3 separate regions of the Mus musculus genome follow, and all the other regions are linked to region 1. A link is a contact called in public HiChIP or PLAC-seq and Micro-C data. All regions are on one chromosome and are shown on one strand. The core of a region is the stretch at or near the end of the contact, and the rest is flanking DNA. Distances in the headings are between cores, read along the strand shown. Region 1 holds the start of Immp2l (IMP2 inner mitochondrial membrane peptidase-like (S. cerevisiae)). Region 2 has its middle 150 kb from the start of Immp2l. Region 3 has its middle 140 kb from the start of Immp2l.

Region 1 (4,226 bases), core at 731-3,230:
CATATTCCAGGATACCCACATATTCCAGGATACTCACATATTCCAGGATACCCACATATTCCAGGATACTCACATATTCTCCAGTATATGTATAATCTTCTGATTAACATTCTGAGACAGAGTACTGTGGTAGGACATTTTATTACATGATGAATTCCAAGACTGTTATTTACTGAAAAAATCCCATTTCTAGTTGTTCTTAGCCCTTAGTACATACCTTTAGTCCCTCTGGCTGGAATAGAGATATGCTCTTTGTACATACCTTTAATCCCAAACAACGAAGGTAAAGTTAGTTTGTAGAAAGAAGCACCCATGTTTGAAAGTGATAGCTAGTTGAGTGGCAGACAAAGTGACAAATCAGAGAAAGATTTGACACACTAGGACACGCCAAATCCTCAGGAGAAAAGAGAGGAAAGGGAAGCTACTTAAGAGAGCAGGGCAAAGAGGAAGGAAGGAGGCAGTTTTAGCTGGACAGTTGTACAGAGACAGGTCACAGAGAGAGAGAACAAGCTAGATACAAGTGAAGGAGCCAGGGAATGAGAAGGAACCAGAGATTAGAACACCCTGCCAAGTTAGAATGAGGCCAAGTAGAGTAATTCATTCAGGAAAAGCCAAGATAAACCAGACTGAATCATTTTCCATTGAGAAGAATTGAGCCAGAACAGCTGAGTTGAATCATCCAGCCATCGCTCAGAAAGAACCAGAAATAGTGAGTTTATTCTGCAGTAAATCTTGGATGCTGAAAATATTCTAGGCCTAGATTAGGTTGTATGGATTCTAGAAACTTTGATGTTTATGTATGTTCATGCCATCCCATACTGTTGGTTCTTCACTGGAACAAACATCTATTTAATTTGGAGTCTCTTTACTGTTAGGGCCCAATCCAATTTGTAAATAGGCTCTGTCATCAGGGGCGGCCTCCAAGATAAAGCACTGGTAGAATCAAACTTACCTCGCAGTAAATATTTTAGATAAGAATAACTGTACCTACATCCTATACAGGAGAGCAATCATGTTTCTTTGGCAGACTTTTGTAATTATTAACTATCAGCCTATCAACCCATTAAAGTCTTCCCCCTTCTCCCCCCCCCCCGCCCCTTTTTTTTTGAGAGAGGTTTACTCTGTGTAGGCCTGGCTGTCCTGGAACTAGCTCTGTAGATCAGGCTAGCAGGCTGGCTTCACCTGCCTCTGCCTTAGCAGTGCTGTGATGACTAAAGGTACGTGCAACCACTGCTCGGCTCCATTTAAGTCTCTTACACTCTCCCATCTTTAGAGTTAATTTTGAATGCTGAGTGTCAGAACATTATGCGCTATGTAAACTTGAGAATGATAGTTCAGCATTATCTAAAAGGGTAAAGCAAGAAAAGATAAAGATACAACTGAGGAGGGCTAGAAAAAGCAAATTAATTTTGTTGTCTATATTCTGTTAGTTACAGTGTTTTTCTAGGTTGTAATTACACAGTTAAGATTTTTTACAATTAACGAGCAAAAGCTTAAGTATATTAAAAAAAACAACCCTAGTTTCTCTGAAGCAAAAAAAAAAAAAAAAAAAAAAAAAGTTCTGGATTTTTTTCTTTTGGCTTGCTAGAGGAAGCAAACCCGAAGTTACCCATGTGCAAACAAAACAATAACAAAACCACAGAACAACACAAGAAGTCCAGTCTGGGTTCCTGGTCTAAGGGAAGAAGCTGAAGATAGCTTCTGATAACTTGCTGCTTTTCCTTGCCCTCTTAGCCATGCCAGGCTTCGACCTAGGGCTTAGACCTAAGGCTTCTAACACTTGGAACCTCTAGACGGTCAGTACCGCCCCCTGATCTGACGTAAACCCAATTCTGGCTGCGGATCCACCTTGAGCCGCGTTTCGGGGGCGGGACTTCCGTAGTAGTAGGCGGAGTCTCCGGCTGCCGCCCAGCTGGGGGTCGGGTCTGGGCGAGCGGCGGCAAAGGGCGGGGCGAGCGGCGGCGGAGGGCGGGGCGTGCCGCGGCGGAGGGCGGAGCGTGCCGCGGGGACTTCCCCTGGGTTGAGCTGCGCAGCGGGTGCGCGGGGAATGGGGCGGCGGGTCCGGGCGGCTTGGCACGCGGGTGGGCTTAAGCAGACCCTCTGTGTCCCCGGCAGGGTCTCTTATCTCCGGCTTCTCCTCCGTCGAGTGGGCGTTGCTGGGAGGTGGGGAGCCGCTCGGCCGCTATCCGCGCGATGGTAGCGAGCATGCGTGCGTGCGCGTGTTCCAGTGAGGCCGCGCGGCTGTCCCCTCAGTTCGTCCTCTTGTCTCCCTCAGTTAGGGAACCCGAACCCCGATCCGGGCGGGTAGCCGACCTCTTCTCCCCGCCCTGGGGGACCCACAGAGCGGCCGGGAGGGAGCGCTGCTCCTGGGGTGGTGAGCAGCTTGTGGGAGCTGCTCAGGCTGGAGCCACGGGATTTTAAAGGACCTGTCTCTGTCATTTTTACTTTTAGGATTTTGGCCAAATTGGGCGAGGGTACAATATTACCACTTACCCCTTCTCACCGAGGAAGAGCGGGAGAAAGGGTAAGTAAGTATTGCTCAGGGGCGGAAGGTGCCAGGACTCTTTTTCGAGTGGGGAAACTACCCTAGGCAACTTGGGTCCAAATTCCACTTTTTATCAGGAACTGGATAACCCACCTTCAAAGGTCACTTGTCCCAAGATCAAGCCTTTCTTCAGGTTCCAGAAGCCCGTAGAGCCGACTGGAAGTTTAGCAGCGTTTTAGACACCTGAGAGAAAACTCATTTCCTTTCAGACCCTCTTTAACCTGGCACATTGATGCTATAGTTCCTCTCAGGTCCCCTGTCTTCCTAGGTAGCATTCAGTAGTTCCTGACACAGTAGGGCCCTAGGTAATCTTGGCTCTGCTTGGCAGTTATCCCTCCGGGGACCTTACATTTTAAAATCTCAACAGTGGGGGAACGCACATGGGGCCACATACAGGCAATTTCATATACTTCTAGTTCTCAGGTCTTTCAGAATTACAGAGGAATTGGGGGAGGTCCTATCTCAGGCATTGAGGTGCTTTTCTGAAAAGCTGAAGTCCTGGGAAGTTGACTGATTTCAAGTTATCATCTCTCTTCATTGGTTCCTCCCTAAGACTTGCCCTTCTCCTAGTCTCTGTCTGGTGATAGGAAACACAGTTCCTTTCAGGTTCGAAACCCTCCAGTTTTACATTCATCTCCGCCAACTTTTACTTAAAACACAGGTTAGCTATAAGCAAGAACAGCAAGCCACAGGCTTGTTTACCCCCGAGAGAAAGCTAGACTTACCCTCAGTGCCCATCCTGGCACATGCCACATATGAACCTGACTTCCTTGAGAGGCAGATGTTCGCATATTATGAAAAACTAAGACATGGTTGTTTATTAAAGAGGGACTCTATCTCTGATGTCCTTTCATCGTGTGCCGAATGAACACTGGTCAAAATGGGATCTGGAGAGCTGGCTCCTGCCTTCAGTCCCTACAGGGGCAGGTGGATCTCTGTGACTTCGAGGCCAGCCTGGTCTATATAGGGAGTTCCCGGCCAGACAAAGATACAAATGAGGGCCTCTCTCAAAAAACAAAAGAACAAAAACATCCCATAAAGAAAACAAACAAAGCAGTATGTGGAGAATGAGACTGTTGGAGATGACCTGATTTGGGAATGGGCCTTTCGCAGGTTTCTGTGGAAGTTTACACATAATTCTGTGGAATTATATCTAAGTGTTAGAGAACTTCTGCCTGCTGCTGTCTTTGTGGCTTACGGACCAATAGTGGTGTGTGGGGCCAGTGCCATCATTCCACTTTTCTGGTAGAGTCAGAAATAAACTTGGGTGACTAGCTGTGGAGGGTTGTTTTCCATAATGCATAGTGTTACAGTCGTTTCCCCAAGCAATAGATACATAGTTTGGGCACAGTCACTAGATGAGAGCAAGTTTTTGAGTTGTTCTGTAAGAAAGCTCAATGTGAGAAACCAGGGAGGCAGCTAACGGTGACCCACTTAGAAGATTAAATCCTGAAGCTGGCCAGCTGTGGGGTTCTGTGCAGTTAACCCCATTTCTTTATTGACACGAGAAGAGGCTAAGGTCAAAACAGAGTTACATAGGATCAGCACCTATAGGAGTGTGAAAGTAAAAACGTGCACCTCACAACTTTGTAATATTTTGCTATTTACCTTTTAGACATGAAATCCACAGCTCTATGTTAATTAGGCCTACAGCCTAGGTATTTACTTATCTGTATGAGAA
Region 2 (4,226 bases), core at 790-3,289, 150 kb before region 1:
GCTTCAATGTTGTGAGCAGACAGAGCCCTCAGGAAGAGTCTTTACACATGCTGAGGGGGTACTGTGTTGAGTTTAGTTTAGCTTTAAAATTTTTATTGCCTTACTGTTATGTGGTATTCTTGGAGATACTGCCATTCTGAAAGTGTCCCCACCCACTCCCCCTTTTCTCTTCATGGCACTGAAAGAAGTAGTAGAAATTATCAGGGAAACTCCTAAGAAATATACCTCATTTCTAACAATGGTGATACAAAAACAGTTGTAAATGGGCACTTAAACATGGAGAACTGCCTTGGAGATGATAAAGCCCTGGGGACAGACAGTAGTGGTGGCTGCATAGTGATGTTAATGTGCCACTTAGCTTGGTTAACACGAATATAGAACATACTGATACGATTAATGCATACATAATAGTATATGCTTAAACTGCCTAGGAAAATGTCACTTATTTTTATCACATTAAGAATTACACATAAGGGGGGCTGGCGAGATGGCTCAGTGGGTAAGAGCACCCGACTGCTCTTCCGAAGGTCCAGAGTTCAAATCCCAGCAACCACATGGTGGCTCACAACCATCCCCAACAAGATCTGACTCCCTCTTCTAGAGTGTCTGAAGACAGCTAAAGTGTACTTACATATAATCAATAAATAAATCTTTAAAAAAAAAAAGAATTACACATAAGAGCAAAGAATTACAAAACTCTCCTGTGCCCTGCAGATATGTCTATAATCTATATTTTAATTTATTCAAGTTTTAATTGAGTGAGAGAGAGAGAGAGAGAGAGAGTCACATTATAACTCTGGCTGGCCTGGAACTCACTGTGTAGACCACAGTGGCATTGAACTCATAGAGATCTGCCTGGTTGTGACTCTCAAGGGATGGGATTTGAGATGTGGGCCATCTGCCTGGCTTCTTTTTTTTCCCCAGTATTTCCAATAGATTGAAGGCCTACCAGCCAACACATGGGCTTCCATTTTCAATTATGAGTTAGTGTACTTTGTGTAAGCAGAGCTACAACTCCTAAGGAGCAGAGCAAGGACTGTGTCTAACTCAGCTGAATTAACATTTTCTAGGTCATCACTGTTTATCTATAGAATAACGAGTAAATAAGATGTGACTTATAAGCGCACTGTTGGCCAATCTTGTCATTACTACAGCTGAAAAAGCAAAACAATTGTGCAGATGCAATCAATGGCTTGTCAGCTGGTGGCTGATGTGACTGAGAGTCTGGAAGGATAGCGTAAGCGTATTTGGCCGTACTTAAGACACAGCTGATTTTACCCTTTACAAAAGGAAAAAAAAAACATTTAAAAAAAAATAGGCCATTTTGTTGTATTAAGGCTCGGTTAGCGACCAAGTCAGGCTGCATATCTATATTACCCAGTGTGCTGGCTAGTTGGTTGAGAAATGTGAGCCTCAATTGAGAAAATGCCTCCATTAGATAAGGTTGAGGGCAAGCCTGAAGGCCATTTGGATAATTGATTGCTGTGAGAGGGTCCAGCCCATTGTGGATGGTGCCTTCACTGGGCTAGTGGTCCTGGGTTCTATAAGAAAGTAGGCTGAGCAAGCCAGTAGGCAGCACCTCATCATGACCTCTGCTTCTGAAAGACCCCTGAAGAGGTGAGACCCTCACTCGAGTCTCGGGATGACTCAGCACCCCAAGAACTCATGAGATACTGTCCTTGCTGCAATCGCACAAGGTTTATTGACAAGATCCAGCAGGCTGGGGTCAACTCGTATCCCATGCAGGGGTGGAAGAGTTCAGCCCCAGTAGCTGGGAAAGGGGGTATTTAAAAGGGAAAAAAACAAACAAACAAACCACAATCCAAGGGGGTAGGGAGGGCGTTATTGGAAAATGCCGAAAATACCAGTGAAAAATCACAAAGGGGTACTAAAAATCACAAGGGGAAACTCCCTGCTTCTCAAGATTGTTCTCAGGATTTTAGTCTAACTTTTGTGGTCGGCCAGTTCCTGGAACAGGGTCACTGAACCAGCTAACCTATATTCTTGGTGCTAGGGGGTCTGAATTTTTTCTGGTCTTTCACTTCTTCTTCTGACTCTCTAGGTCTCTGCTCTGAGTTCTTGTCCTGACTTTTTTCAGTAATGAACAGTGATGTGGAAGCGTAAGCCAAATAAACCCTTTCCTCCTCCCCAGCTTGCTTTTGGGCACGGTGCTTTCTTACAGCAATAGAAATCCTCACTAAGACTCCCAGAAACTAGACCAACCTACAAAGGTAAGGCAGGTTAATAGAGGAGACCAAAGTAATTGTAGAGCAAGACGGAAACCAGGTGTCCCAAGGGACTCTAGCAATAGGTGCCTGCAATCGCTGGCTCACTCAACTATAGCTACAATTTATATTTTTCAGGGTCTGCAGAATTCTTTAAAATATTATCTTTTACAAATATAATTTTCAGCTTAAAAAAAACAAAACCAAAAACAAAACAAAACAAAACAACCAAGGGCTGGTGTGGAGCAGTGAGCTGTGCACAGACACCTGGTCCCTGGTTGAACACAGGCCTTGAACTGTGGTAACCCTAAGGAATGGCAGATGTTTGGCCATGTCTCCTGGGCCCCTGTCACAACTGCAGCCTTCCAAGGTCTCCTCCCTGCCCTGTGCGCCGCACCCCCCCCCCCCAAGTGTATGACCATCAGTCATGGAGGCAATGGCCCAAGCTCCTGATATTCTGTCTGGATTCCACCCCCACAGTTACCTGGAAACAGCCAGATAGGCCAGGCCCACTATAAAAGGGTCTGTTTGCCTCCTCCCCCTTCTCTCCCCTCTCTTACCCTCTTGCTCTTACTCTCACCTCTTGCCCTCCCTTCTCCCCTCATCTGGCCTCTACATCTCTACTCTCTCCCTCTCTGCCTTTCTACAATAAACTCCTTAAAACCATGGACTGCCTCTTCTTCTCATCCACCCACCATGCTGAAGCAATGGAGCAGGTCTTCCCTTAGTGAGCCTTGTGTCTAACCTCCTGCCCCTGTGTCTAACCTCCTGCCCGGAGACCTCTCTGCATTTCCAGCCACAGCTTCCTCCAACCCAAACAAAGGACTCTTGTCATCGCAGGAATCTGCTAGAGCTCCTTCCCTGTTCTTTTCCATTCAGCCCTGGGCCAGAGTCCACCTGCCAGCCCCACACTCAGTTCTCAGCTCTTCTGTGGCATACAGTAGGCCAGACTCGGGACCCTACTTTTTATCCCACAGGCCGGAGAGATGGCTCAGCGGATAAGAGCACTAACTGCTCTACCAAAAGTCCTGAGTGCAAATCCCAGCAACCACACAGTGGCTCACAACCATCTGTAATGAGATAGGATGCCCTCTTCTGGTGTGTCTGAAAATAGCTGCAGTGTATTTATAATAAATAAATAAATAAATTAATTAATTAATTTTAAAAATAAGTAAATAATAACTTAAAAAAAACAAAACTATTGAGATTTAGAAAGGAGAGAGACAATAATTCAACTAACATTAATGCCATGTCTCTGAGCTGTGTGCTCCATGCACCACTGTATTTAGCCCTTTTTCAATGCTTTGAATTAAATATTTGTTTGACAGCATTAAGGGTCTTTGCCAAATCCATTTACTGCTCCATTCCTCCAAGGTCTATCTACATAAACCCTACTTCACATTTCAACCATTAGCCCCTGACCAAGCAGAGTGGGCATGGACTGCTGATCTAATCTCAGCCTATCAAGACTTTTCACCCATGAGCCTGGCACTACAAGTGAAGTTTTGTTTGTTTTAAAGAAAGAGGCAGCTGAGAAAAGAATGAGCCCACAGGCTCCTTAAGAATGTACGAAGAGCTGGTTGTGCTTGTGCACAGCCGTAGAGTGTGCTGAAGAAGCAAAGGCAAAAAGATCATTCGTTGGAGGCCAGCCCGAACTACACATTTTTTACTTTGTTTTGTTTTGTTTTGTTTTGTTTTGGAGACAGGGTTTCTCTGTGTAGCCCTGGCTGTCCTGGAACTCACTCTGTTAACCAGGCTGGCCTCAAACTCAGAAATTTGCCTGCCTTTGCTTCCCAAGTGCTGGGATTAAAGGTGTGCACCACCATGGCCCGGCTTTACTTTCTTTTATATATATTATACTTTAATCTTTTTTTTTTTTTTTACAGTCCAGTTGTTATCCTCCTCCCAGTCTGTCCTCTGACTGATCTCCATCTCATACCTACTCCCCCATCTCCAAGAGGATGTTCCCACCACCACCCCAGCCCCCACCCTACCAGATCT
Region 3 (4,226 bases), core at 673-3,172, 140 kb before region 1:
GGGGTCGACCATAGTTAGTGGCGGGTATCTTTAGAGTAGAAGAGAGGAATTTGATAGAGACACACCGAGAGGATCCAGATGATGTCAAGGCCTTCCTGCAAGCCAGCGGGCTCCAGCAACTATGCACAGCTAGAGGAAGCAAGGGCAGAATCTTCTTAGAGTCTTTATCAGAGGGACAGCTCTGCAGGAAGTGTGAGAGAATAAACCCAGGCATCTTAAGCTACACAGCTTGGGCTCCTATGCTGTGTGAGCCATAGGAAATGACTCTGTCACTCAGCTTATTGCATTAATATGCTAGCCCATGTCTTCCCTTCAGTCTCATGTCCTACCGTAAAGCTAGCTTCTTAAAATGAAAGTGTGATCTCAAGATAGCTTCCATTTTAAACTTTCTGAAGCCTCCGTTTCATTATCTACAGATACATGGCTATTTCATAGGCCTTTAAGAGGATTAAATGAGAATTACATGTAATAGTAAATGTGTTAAACTAGTAGGGTATTTTCAGTCTTAGCTCAGGTTAAGGTCAGAAAAGGCCAACAACAATACCAGAGGACCACATGCCGCTATATACTGAAGCAATGTTGTACATCGGCCCTGCACAACAGAATTTTCTGCAGTGGTGAAAATACGCCTGCTTCTCAGTGTGGCAGCTCTAGGTACACAGGATTATGGAACACTTGCAATGCTGATGGAACTCAGGACCTACATTTGTATTTTATTTAGGTTTGAGAAAGTTGTCTTGCTATGTAGCTCACGCTTGCCTATTTTTTTTTAAAAAAAAGCTTATTTTCAATTAAGTATATGTGTGTGTGGCTCTGTGTTTGGGTGGGTGCAGGAGTTGGAAGAGTTCAGAAGAGGCTCTCAGGTCCACTGGAGCTAGAGTTACAGATGGTATTGAGTCCTGAGAACTCAATGGTATTGGGTGCTGAGAACTGCCCTCTGGGTCTCCTGCAAGAGCAGTAAACACTCCATCACTCTAGCCTGGTGAACTCATATATTCCATTATCCTGCCTTTGCCCCTGCCTCTGTCTCTCCAGGTGTGACCTCTTAATTCTCAACCCCCTACAAAGGGCTGACATGGTGCCTAATTAACATATCAAAGCGGAAGTGGCCTCCAGGTTCTCCCAGCTTCCCTCAGTCAGTCCCTACTGTTACACACTCTCCAGTCACTGACTGGGCTGCCTGATCCCTGCAGAATCCAGCCATTTTGGCTACTGGCTACAACAATTTTGTACTTTACCCTCCTGGCGTCTTGGTCTCCTGGTTCCCCCACCTCCCCTCTCCATTCTCCTCAAATGGCCCAGGTCAGGGTCTTGCTCACTCTAGACTCTCCCAGATGTCAGCCCCTGGCAATGTACTTCCTCATATCTACAAGACACCTTCCCCTCCACCACACCTAGGAGCAGTCATGTCTTCCTTTTTAATTTCCTTTTCTCATTCAACCACCACACATGGCAAAAACTACATCTTTAATTTAATGCAAGTGTAAACACACATACACCTTGATGCTACCATACTGAGTGTTTCTGGAATAGGGGTTGGAAACTTTTTCTATACAAACCAGGTGATAAGTATTTTAGGCATGCAGGCCATACGATCTCTGTTGCAACTAGCCACTGTAGCATCAAAGGAGACATGGTATTTCCACATTCAAACAGTTTTATTTACCCAAATAGGTGACAGGCACCCGAGGGCTGTAGTTTGACAAGTTGCTCCCTTTCAGACTACTCATGTAGTGAGTCATACTGAGAAAAATGTGAAACTAGTTTTGTCAGTATTAACCTACCATCTCCCTAGGGGATAAAGAAGAGAAGAATAAACTAGAAAAAGCATAGAGAGGGCTCTGGGTGTGCTGTGCTGTGCTGAGCTGGGCTGGGCTGTGCGGTACTGGGCTGGGCTGTGCTGGGCTGGGCTGGGCTGGGCTGTGCTGTGCTGGGCTGGGCTGGGCTGGGCTGGGCTGGGCTGGGCTGGGCTGGGCTGGGCTGGGCTGGGCTGTACTGTGCTGATATGTTGTAGGTGAGTTTACAACAGACTTCTCACTTCAGGCAGAATAAGAGGAGCTCAAGGGATTTCAAAGGGCTTGGCAAATGTTCTCTGGAATTCAGAGAATGTGGAAATGATCCAGGATGGTTCACATCTAAAGAGTTTAAAGATAAGAGGTTGTGTCTTAACCTGCATGAGAGGCAGCAGAGGGATTCCACGCTGTGCTTCCATTGCTAGTGGTTAAAGGTATTTGTTTCCAGTGGACTCAAATTAGAACTGAAGACAGATAACTTGGGCTCATCCTAAAAGAGACCTCCAAGAAGACCATGAAATAAGCAGTAGAGCACAGTAGAAAACTTGGGCTGTGACTTAATGGGAGAAATGAGCAAGCAACTCAAAGGCACTATGTATGGTGAGAGAAAAGTGGACTTTTGGCCTTAGTGTGGGATCTTAGAAGAATGTGCTGGCATCTGTCCAGCTTTGAACTCCTGCTGTGTTGGAGGGATCCTAGCTTCACATCACGCCTGCATCATTCAAACTAGACTTCACTTCAACTACCTCCATTCCTTTGCAAGGGTCTAACATAGTAGCTAGTGACTGAGAAAGAACTAACTGGAGAAAAATCTCACCTCCCCCATCCCCCCCCCCCCCAGGATGTTTCCATTGGGAAGTGCTAATGGGTTTTTAGATCTGGAGTTCTAGGGTTTAATGACAAACCAAAGTGTGACTAGGAAACCTGTAAACCCACTGAAATATTCAGAGCAGAAGTAAGTTCTCACTAGATCAGGGTGTCTGAAGGGAACAAGAAGCCCACAGAGATCTCTCCTGCTACACCTAGACGCCACATACACATGTAAGGGTCTTGGGAAATGCTCAGAAATGAATAATCTGCTCCTTTTCGACAGAACTGTGTCACTGGCCCTTCCAAAGCTCTCTGCATGGTATCCATTCCTGGGGATTATATGGTATACATTGAAGACCTGCACCTGAATTCTTCCTCATTTCCAACTGTCTAGAGTCTTGGGGTCCTAACACACACACACAGATACACAGACACAGACACAGACACAGAAACAGACACAGACACAGACACAGACAGACACAGACACGCACACGCACACAGAGGCAGGCACACACCAGTCTCCAAGAAGTCTTAAATGCTGTTCTATCTTTTAGGACCATGACTGTGTGGATGAGGCTGCACATTCCTCCCCCTCTTCTGTTTTTCTCTTGCTTATTGCAAAGACCTCTCCCCCAGTCTTCCAGATGCTCTTTTCTCTCTTTGTAGCTGGTTTACTTGATGACTCTCTGTTCCCCAGGAACGTTGTATAAACCACCAGGAGCATTTGTCACAGGTGTGCAATCATTGTCTATACAAGCATGAAGCCCCTCAGTCTGGTGCCTAAAGTCACGATCATGTCTTATTTATCACGGTGGCTGTCTTAGTAGACACTCTCCAAGTGTTTGACGAATAAATGAAAACCATTTGTCCTTCACTTTCACAAGCCAAAATGGACCATATATGCAGGAGTCCTGGCACTCCCCTTAGCTTTGTCTCAGAACCATGATGTATCTATTGATGTTTGCACTGCTGTCTAGAGGAAAAGGTTCTAAGTATGCAATTGGTAGAAGTCAGATTTTGTTTTTAAATAATCAAGGCAGAATGTGGCCTCAAATAATTTTTTTCATTTTATTCTGAAATACTCTCAATCTGTAGGAAATGTATGAGATGAAACAATAGATCATACACACTGACTAACAGCTTTTTCAGACCCTAGTTCCCTTCCCTTCCTCTGAATGCCACTACCATATTAAAGTCTGCACATGTCACTGAGATGTCAATGCTTTTAACTTCAGACTCCGTTTTAGAGAATCTGACATAAGTTTGAGCTCAGGTAAACGAACAAGCTTGCATTAGTTTTCAAGTTGTCCCCCAACAAAACCTGAGCCTAGCTCCAATCCCTAGGCTAATCCCCAACAAGACCAGCGTCTCCAGGTTATTCCCCCAACAAAACTGGCACCCCCAGGTTATAAGCCCACCCATTGCCTAATGACCACCAATGCGGAGGGGAGCAGAAATTAAGTTTATGATATGACTTCCAGCAGCAGCCAATTGTGTTAAAGGCTACAGTAGCTTTCCAATTAGATGCTTGCACATGTATTCCCTGTTTGCTGCTTACTATAAAGCCTTTTCCCGATAGACATTCGGGGCTCCCCCACCACCAAAATTGTCCTGTGTGATGGT

What was found. Hi-C and Micro-C count contacts between places; a contact is called where the count stands out from the background. HiChIP or PLAC-seq counts read pairs in DNA pulled down with a chosen protein or histone mark.
Region 2: an H3K4me3 HiChIP or PLAC-seq map of the 230-238 cell line shows a contact between it and region 1, with 21 read pairs. The contact joins the enhancer-like site here to the promoter of Immp2l in region 1. A contact is called at or near these places in 3 of 39 promoter capture datasets (fetal liver and liver) and 5 of 115 datasets of contacts at active chromatin or transcription factors (the 230-238 cell line, embryonic stem cells, fetal liver and 1 more).
Region 3: a Micro-C map of embryonic stem cells shows a contact between it and region 1, with 2.0 times the contacts expected there. The contact joins the enhancer-like site here to the promoter of Immp2l in region 1. A contact is called at or near these places in 1 of 15 datasets of contacts at CTCF or cohesin (large pre-B cells), 4 of 484 Hi-C or Micro-C datasets (embryonic stem cells, erythroblasts and nephron progenitors), 1 of 115 datasets of contacts at active chromatin or transcription factors (the 230-238 cell line) and 1 of 9 other capture datasets (adipose tissue).

What each region holds. Positions count from the first base shown.
Region 1 is chr12:41,022,110-41,026,335 of GRCm38.p6, forward strand. It overlaps Immp2l (IMP2 inner mitochondrial membrane peptidase-like (S. cerevisiae)), which reads left to right and starts at 1,981. Exons shown (of 7, transcript NM_053122.4): 1 at 1,981-2,036; 2 at 2,452-2,524.
Region 2 is chr12:40,868,567-40,872,792 of GRCm38.p6, forward strand. It overlaps the pseudogene Gm19441. Among named protein-coding and RNA genes, the nearest start is that of Immp2l, 150 kb to the right of the region's middle. Within about 2 kb of position 2,040, at least 8 of the 459 cell types and tissues checked have an H3K27ac peak or open chromatin away from gene starts, as enhancers often do. A contact at or near this core is called in the 230-238 cell line, where this site is marked.
Region 3 is chr12:40,886,594-40,890,819 of GRCm38.p6, forward strand. No RefSeq gene overlaps it. Among named protein-coding and RNA genes, the nearest start is that of Immp2l, 140 kb to the right of the region's middle. Within about 2 kb of position 1,923, at least 85 of the 459 cell types and tissues checked have an H3K27ac peak or open chromatin away from gene starts, as enhancers often do. A contact at or near this core is called in the 230-238 cell line, embryonic stem cells and erythroblasts, where this site is marked.